Regions from separate parts of the Sus scrofa genome. Here region 2 is linked to region 1. A link is a contact called in public Hi-C data. All regions are on one chromosome and are shown on one strand. Each heading gives the region's core, a stretch centred on a gene start, on an enhancer-like site or on the middle of the called end of the contact. The rest is flanking DNA. Distances are from core to core; before and after follow the strand shown. Region 1 holds the start of CAMK2G (calcium/calmodulin dependent protein kinase II gamma). Region 2 overlaps VCL (vinculin).

Evidence for each region. Hi-C and Micro-C count contacts between places; a contact is called where the count stands out from the background.
Region 2: a Hi-C map of adipose tissue shows a contact between it and region 1, with 2.5 times the contacts expected there. The contact joins the enhancer-like site here to the promoter of CAMK2G in region 1. A contact is called at or near these places in 1 of 5 promoter capture datasets (liver), 23 of 47 Hi-C or Micro-C datasets (adipose tissue, alveolar macrophages, blood and 13 more) and 2 of 2 datasets of contacts at active chromatin or transcription factors (alveolar macrophages and skeletal muscle).

Annotation. Positions count from the first base shown.
Region 1 is chr14:76,590,564-76,594,769 of Sscrofa11.1, forward strand. CAMK2G (calcium/calmodulin dependent protein kinase II gamma) reads right to left here and starts at 1,981. Exons shown (of 21, transcript NM_214193.1): 1 at 1,832-1,981; 2 at 351-445. The coding sequence starts at 1,896.
Region 2 is chr14:76,789,949-76,794,154 of Sscrofa11.1, forward strand. VCL (vinculin) reads left to right here. Exons shown (of 21, transcript NM_213934.1): 13 at 515-643; 14 at 3,067-3,216. Among named protein-coding and RNA genes, the nearest start is that of AP3M1, 44 kb to the right of the region's middle. Within about 2 kb of position 2,168, at least 2 of the 83 cell types and tissues checked have an H3K27ac peak or open chromatin away from gene starts, as enhancers often do. A contact at or near this core is called in adipose tissue, where this site is marked.

The DNA of each region.
Region 1 (4,206 bases), core at 731-3,230:
CTGGAGTGACTACCACTGACCCAAATACAGAGACTCCAAATGCCCCAAATGTAAAGCTCTCCATGCAAAGCCACCTACCACTCCCCTTATCCTCTCCCTCCATAAAAACCAAACTCATTTGAGCCTTCAGGCACCATTTTCCCCTAAAGAAAGCTACATCTCTTACATCTTCATTCTCTTCTACTTGGTCTCCATACAACTTCTTGTCTGGTTTCAAAGTCTACCCACCCCGAAATACCAACTCTTCTCCAAGTGCTAAAACACACAATCCCCAACTCCTGGAGCATCTTTAGAAGAATCCATAACCCTTGGAGGCACCCCAGGGAGAGGCCAAGATGGGGAATACTCACCCCGGGCAGATAACTTCTTGGTATTGATGATTTTTGCTGCATATTCCTGCGTGGAGGTTTTCTTCACACACCTGCGGACCACAGAGAAAGCACCCCTGGAGGGAGAAGAGGGAAAGAACTGGGACACGGAGCAGAGCAGAGAGACACAAACACACTTCAGATCTGAGGACAGCTTTGCTCCCATCACCAGACTTTAGTCAAAATAACACACACACACATCAGCATAGTGACTATCACCATGGGTGGTGACTATCACCAACCAACATGGGGCAGAAGGATGTGGCCTCTGTGGGACACTCCACAAATGTGGGTGGAGGACCACCCTACTCTCATGCCCACATCTAGCCGCTGGGCAAAGCAACAGCCCTAACCTCAGGCTGTGCGTCAAGAGCTGGTGGGAGATGCATAAAACACACACCTGCTGCTTCTCAGACAGCCCTGCAGTCCCAGCCAACAGAACCCGGAGAAGGGAAGAGACCCTGCCCTTTTCTCAGCAGAACAGTCGAGGGTAGGAGAAGAGATTAATTAAAAGAGGGTATAATCCCCTGAGAGAGAAATCTTCCTCAACCATGGGGGAAGGTGAGGAAAGTGAGGCTCAAATCCCCCTCAACCGGCTTCACCCCACTGCGTTTACCGGCTCAACAGACAGCAGGGAAAGAGGGAGTCCAGCTGTGGGTTTCAGACATCAACAGCTCCCCTTCCCCATGACATTTCCCTCTATGTCCCCCCTCCCCCGAATAGGAGCTCGCACTCTCCAGCTCTGGAAACGTCTAGGGGGGCGGGCAGGGCGGGGGCTGCAGTGGCCGGGCTCGGAGCCGCGGGGTGGGGTGGGGGGGGACCGGGGCTGCTGCAGCGGCCAGCTCAGTGCGGAGGGGAGGGGGATGCTGCGGCTGCGGCGCGCGGCTCCCGGGACCACTGCAGGGATTGGGGGAGGGGACTGGGGTGCTGCAGCACTGCCCAGCAGCGGGGCTGGGATCCTGGAAGCGGCAACAGCCGGGGGCGGGGCTGGGCACCAAACATCCCCCCACACTCCGGCACCGCAGCAGGGTTAGAGCTGCAGGGCCGGGGAGGGTCCTGAGCGCCAGGCGAGTGGAACATGGGACAGGATGCTGAGTGAGCTCGTGAACAGGGTGGGGAGGGGGCAGTGAGCAGGCGGGGTCGGGATGTGGGGTGCCTGAAGGGTGAGGGAGGGGCGGGGCTGGAGGGCGCCCAGGAGCGGTCCAGGGGCTGCAGTCTCCGCGGCAGCGCGGGGTGCAGCAGCCCGGGCAGCTGCTGCTGCAGGGCGCGGAGGGGACTGCGGGGCAAGGAGCTGGGGGCGAAGGGGCCCCCAGAGGCGGCTGGCGGGAAAGGCTGGGGGTGGGGCAGGCCGAGGGGGCGCTGCAGCGGCCGGTGCAGGGCGGGGGGGCGGGGCGAGGAGCCGCATAGCGCCCGGGCGGCTAGAGCAGGGTGGGGGGCCCCGGCCGGCGGCGGGCGGACCGTACTTGCCGAGCTCCTCGAAGAGCTGGTAGTCGTCGGTGAAGCGGGTGCAGGTGGCGGTGGTGGCCATGCTGGCGGGCGGGCGGACGCGGCGGTGCAGCCCGCGCCGACGTCGGTGCACAGTCACCGCCGCCCGGCCGAGGGAGCAAGAGGAGGAGACGGGGCTGAGCCCGGCAGCACCGCGAGACTTTACCGGGGAGAGCGAGGGAGGGAGGAACACCCCCGCGCCGCCCGCCCGCCCCGCCCCCAGCCCCGCCGGCCCCCCGCCCGGCCCCCGGACCGCCCCCGGGGAGGGGCCTCCCGCCGCGGGCCCCGCCCCGCCCAGGGAGCAGCCGGAGCTGGGCTGTGATCGCTGGGGAGTAAAGGGGATCGCGGGGCGGGGGTCTCAGTCCTGGGCTACCTACCCAGGCGGGGCTGAAAGGTTCGCGACCTGTGGGCTAGTCCCAGGGCAGACCCTACAAGTGCTCAGAATGTGCGTGCGAGTGTGTGTGTGTTGGGAGTATGCAGAGGTCTGGCCCATTGAGTTCTCTGGCGGGTCGCTACGCACGGGTCCTAAGCCCCGAGTCCGGCTCACACCATGTGGGGAGAGAGCCAAGGTCAAAAAGCAGGTTTTAGACAGCACACTCACGAAGCGCCCCCAGTCTGTGCAGAGCCAGCTCTCAGCTGCCTTCCCTCGGGAAGCTGACAGTCTAGACTTGTGTAAGCATCAAGGCCATTATTAGATAAAACCTTTCAGGCACGGTTTGTTCAGGGAGACCAGGCCAGAGCCAAGGATGCAAGTGGAACTCTGCCTTCCTGCACTCCAGTCTTAGAGAAGAGAGAATGTTCTCTCCTGCCAGCAATGAAAGGGATGAAGTGGGAACCATGTAGAAAAGGTTTTGTGTGCTGTGGGCTAGAAGAGCAGGTGGAAGGAAGGAGAAAATAGCCCCATTTTTTTGCAAGCACCCTTTATTTTTATTTTATGGCACTCATCACATTGTGTAATGATATGTTTACTGCTGTGAGAGGCAGTAGAGCTAGAGCATGGCTGTCTGAGGGAACTCTGGGGTAAGACTGCCTGGCTTGGATTCCTGGGCAACTCACTGATCAGCTATGTGACATTAGAAAAGTCACTTTCTAATTTGCTTCAGTTACCTTATCTGAAAACTGATAATAAAGAATAATAGTAACTAACTACCTCACAGAGTTTGGAGTATTAAAAGGACTAAATCACATAAAGTACTTAGAATAGTACCTGATACCTAATTAGAACAGTGGTAGCTATTTGTTTAATATTTGCTGTCTCACTGAATTGTAATAGGGCAGGGCCTCTGCCTCCTTCACCACTGTATACTTAGATCCAGACCCTCAGTAAATATTTGTGAATGAGGCTACTTTTTGGGGCTCTGGCAGGAGTTACCATCCCTTTCTCTTTCCCCATTGTCAGAGGATGGTAGGACTGAGGCACATAACTGTCTTAGTGGAGGAGAAACAGGCTGGGCAGGTTCCTGACCTGCCCGGGCAGCTGTACCCCAAGTCAGAGGCCAGCTCCTGCTGGGCAGGGCAGAGCTCAGCTCAATGCTGCAGCTCAGTCTGAATTACAGGGGACTCCCCCTGGGAGTCAGGCATCCCAGTTGACAGGCTGGATCACCCAGAGCAGACAACTGAGAGGCTGAGAGGCATCCTAGCCTCCTCCTAGGCTGCTTCCCTGAGGGGGTGGGTGGAGCAAAGCTCCCCTGGAGGGTTCCTCTCTTCTCACCCAGCTGCCCTTGGAGCTGGTCTGAGAACCAGACTGCCCAGTGGAGGCAATTAAAGGGATATGAGAGGTAAAGCACTAACTGATTGCCTGGGAGGAGGGTAGAGGGCAGAAGAAAAGGGTTGAGGTGACAATATCATGCCCCACCCCTTCCCAGGGCAACAGGAAATAAAGCGCTGGGGAGTAGGGCCACTTCCTATCTTGAAGCACCTGGGTAAGGGCCTGGTTCCAAGTCCCAGTGTGTGGCAGGGCAATGAGATTGTGTACATGAGGATGACAGTAAATCATCCACATTAAGGGCAGAAGCAATGGCCAGCCTTCATGTCTGCACTCCAGTAACAGGGCCTGCATATTAGTTAGTCATCAATGTGCCCTTCCTGAGCCCTCAAGGCAACTTGGTTCCTGACCTCCAGATGCTGAAACTTTATATTCACTAATGTAAGGTGGAGTGAGAAGATACAGAGAGGTCAGAACAAGCAGAGACCAGGGCTGCCGTGGAGGGCCCTAGGCTGTCCCAGGGGAAAACAGAAAAAACAGGACTACAACCCTGACCTGTTCCCAACTGAGAGTAAGAGTTTTACCACCTCACCTCTCAGGAAGTTCCTGTGTGGGGCAGCAGGTTACGGATCTGGTGTTGCCAAGGCT
Region 2 (4,206 bases), core at 918-3,417, 200 kb after region 1:
CTTTATTGAAATAGCTTTATTGAAAATCCTAACTTTATTGAAAACTTATTGAAATTCAATAACTTTACCATTCTTGATTTCTTTAAATATAAGAAATTGCTTAGATATTTGGCACTGCATCCACCAGTCTTTACAGTTCCTGTGGTCTGAGGTCCCTCCAGCCTTGGGATTGGTGAGGAACTCTATGCCCACGGTCTTCTCTGGGCTCAAACCCATGATTCTTAGTATCATTTCTTAGAGGCCACCATGAAAGGAAGTATGATTTCTTGATCTGGTGGAACAGTCTCTAGGGTAATGCAGGTCAAGTCTTACTTCTTCTTAATCTGTTAGAGTGTAGGATTAACATCTTGCACCTGTTTCATGCCTGCTTACTGCTTTGTACACAGCTGATACTCACAGTTGATAAAGTTGAATGAAACACTGAATGAGTGATTTTATCAGGAAAGGGGGGACAATAGCAGCTGTGCTTTTTGGATATTCCTGGAAATTTTCATTTATAAACAATGTTTTTAAGGATCTGAAAGCCCGGATGCAAGAAGCCATGACTCAAGAGGTGTCAGATGTTTTCAGTGATACCACAACTCCCATCAAGCTGCTGGCAGTGGCAGCCACTGCCCCTCCTGATGCACCCAATAGAGAAGAGGTGGGTATCTGAGGTCTCCCATTTGGCCAGCCGTGTGTGTGTGTGTGTAAAGGTAAAATGTGATTACAGGGTATGTCAGGAGTGGTTGGGAAATTGTGGATGAAGAGTGGGAGGGTAGGAGAGGGAAGGAAGACCCTGGCACATCTTTCAGTCCTCAAGTGTGTCACTGAAGAGTATCTTGAGGACATGTCTCTACTTGCAAGTAGTATAAGACCTGACCATCAGAGATGAAAACAAATGTTATTTTCATCACATAACAAGAAACATGGAGATAGGTGGCCCTGGCATCAGTTCAGCAGCTTGACACCATGAGAGCTGCCATCTCTGTGATTCTTTTGGTCTTTGCCTCACCATCTGAGATGGCTGTTACAGCCCTAGGCATTATGTTCTAGGCAGTAAGAAATGAGGAATGGGGGCACTCCAGTCAGAACCCTCCCTTTGATTAGGGTACTGTATTCTCAGCACAGAAGTCAGGACAATTCTTTTAAATCATTTGATGTCATTCTTGCACTCAAACCTGTCAGCTGACGCTTCCCTGTCCCAGAGTGAAGCCAGAGTCCTTCAGTGAACAGTAAAGACAGTGATGAGCTGGTAGAACAGTTCTCCAGGAAAAAACAAACAGAAACAACAACAGAAAAGGTCCTGATTTGCAATGTTTGTTGATTTCCATGATGCAAATACACTCCCATGATGGCTGTTCAGTGTGAGGTCTCTGTAAGCAGAGGTGGGAAGAGAGGAGTATATTTGGCTTTTATGAACTTGGGTGAGTTGGTACAAGTGGCTCCATCATCACATCTCTGCATCTGGTGTTGTATTCCCAGTATTCCTTGTTTATGTTTATATGTTCTAACCCTGGGGCCCTTGCTCTTGTTCTGTTGGAAAATTATGAGTCACCACTAACCCTTCCCTTCATCTTCCCACATTGATAAATTAAGACAAGCTGATTTGATCCCACAAATATTTCTTGAAGCCTTTCCAATTTCCATTCATGTTGCCACAGCTCTCGTGGTCTGATCCTGGTCCCCTGCTGCTTGAATGACTGCTAAGCTGTGTCTGGTCTTCTTTGAATCTGTCCGTAGGCCACCGATAAGATAAAAATACAAATCTGACCCTGTTACTTTCCTGTTTAATCCCTATGGTGGCCCTTACCTTTCACACAGGAGAAAACCAGAGCTCTGTGGTCTGGCCTCTAATACTCTATCTATCCCCGTTTTCCACAAAACGCTGCCTTTCCGTTCACGCCCCAGCAATACCTCATTGCTTATAGTTTCCTGACTACTCTGACCTTTCTCCCCTCTACATCTTTGTTCTTTCTCTCTAATTACTGAGATGGTCAACCAAACTCAGCAACAGGCCTTCAGATCCAGAGTGTGGGAGGCCAGCCAAAGACTGAGGCCAGGAGATCAGAGATTTAGGCAGAGATTCTGAGTAATAAATGACAAGAACTCAGGGGCTGGGATGGGGAAGAGGCTTGAGTGGGTAAACATAGTACCCTGGTGATGAGACTGGAGCCTGCTTTTGAACCAGGAGACTTGGGAGATTGTCCACTGGGAGCTGGAACTTGTCTCCAAGGATGGGCAGGTAGACCCTCAGGAGGAAGCAAAGAGGACAGATTCTGCCAGGTGGTTCCTGACCTGCTCTGTGTATGGTATAAGGCTCACCAGGGCTGTTGGCTATACCTTGCTTCAAGCATCAACTCTAATAATGTTATACAAACAAATAATAGGAGGGCTTTTGTCACTTTCGGGTAAATGGTCCCTTTCATGGTATGCGAACTTGCATGATAGCATTGTCGAAGCAGAAGTTAACTTTTAAAAAAATGTGAGTGCTGAGCAATTAATTCGGTGGAGAGTTTTGCATTTGGGGTGACAGAAGTCAGCCATCCTTACCCTTGTGTCAGGTCTGGATGTGAGCACCAGCTATCGTTTCACCCGAGGTCAGGGGCAGGGTTTTTACAACATTAATGGTAATGGGATACGTGAGGGAGCTGCTCTGAGGAGGCTGGAGTTCTGCTTAGGACTCTGTGGATATTCTTGGCCTTTAATGCACCCAGCCACCTACACTGGAGCCTCGAGTGGGTTTTCTATCTTCACATTAGAGGATAAGTCTTTTGGGAACAGGGATTATTTGTCTTTGCATGCCATGAACTCCTAATTGCAGACTACACAGTGCTCTAAGTCCTGTTTGCTCTTGGTTGAACTGAAATTCAAGGGTGTGTGATGCTTATGGCTGAAGCTCTCAGGAGATCTGGCAAAGCCGAGCCTTGATGTTTGACTGTTGTCTTATTACCTAGAGTTTGATGTCATCTCATAAAGTCTTTGTTCAAGTAGTTGCTGCCTCTGCTTAAAGAGAGACTTTTTCTCAGGCTGCCCGAACCATTTTCTTGAAATAAAATTTCTTAATATCTTTGTCTTTTCCTCAAGGTGTTTGATGAGAGGGCAGCTAACTTTGAAAACCATTCAGGAAGGCTTGGTGCCACAGCAGAGAAGGCGGCTGCAGTTGGAACTGCTAATAAATCAACAGTAGAAGGCATTCAGGCCTCAGTGAAGACAGCCCGAGAACTCACACCCCAGGTGGGTTTCACTCCTTCTTTTATTATGCGCTCACCATATAGTAAGTGAAGTTAATTGCAGAAGAGTTTCTACACATTTTTGAACACTTACTGTAAAACATCTTGGAAAAACCCACACAGCCCCATAAATCCTTTTTATATTATTGGAATTTTTTACAATCATCATAGATTAGTTTTGAGAGTAGAGAAAACTGGTAAAGCACACTCCCCCCCCCGCCCCCTAGCATAATTAGGGAAACATTTGGATAGTCTTGAGGGGTAATTTGTTTTGATTTTAGCATTTATTAGGCCTTTCCCCATGTTTTTTTGAGAGTATTTAAAAAGTTTGTATCCATAATTTGTTTTCCTTTTCTACTTAATTGTATAACCAAGCGATAGCTAGTGTGCTGTGAACAGTATATTGGAAGAGTGGGAACAAAAGAAAACAAATTGGACAGGAATTAAAGTTCTGGTACCTGATAGATGTTCTTAAAAATATTGGTTCAGGGGTTCCTGTTGTGGCACAGCGGAAACCTGACTAGGAACCATGAGGTTGCGGGTTCGATCCCTGTCCCTGCTCAGTGGGTTAAGGATCTGGTGTTGCCGTGAGTTGTGGTGTAGGTCACAGATGCAGCTCAGATCTGGCATTGCTGCGGCTGTGGTGTAGGCCTGCAACTGTAGTTCTGATTAACCTGGGAATCTCCATATGCCATATGCCACACGTGTGGCCCTAAAAAGATGAAAAAAAAAAAATAGGTTCAGCATCCTGTAGTATGATATTTGAGTGTTTTTTCTAATTATATTATAGAGAATTCATTATTTTTTCATTCATTTACTCAGCAGATATGTTTTGAGTGCCTGTGATACATTAGGAACTGTCTGGGCTTTATAAATTGGTGATACTGGCTTTGGTGAGGGCTTGTGGGCAGAGACAGGGGAAATAATCATGTCTCTTAATTGCCCGTGTGGCATGTGAACAAGTTGGATTCTCTTGAAAAATCATACTTGTCTA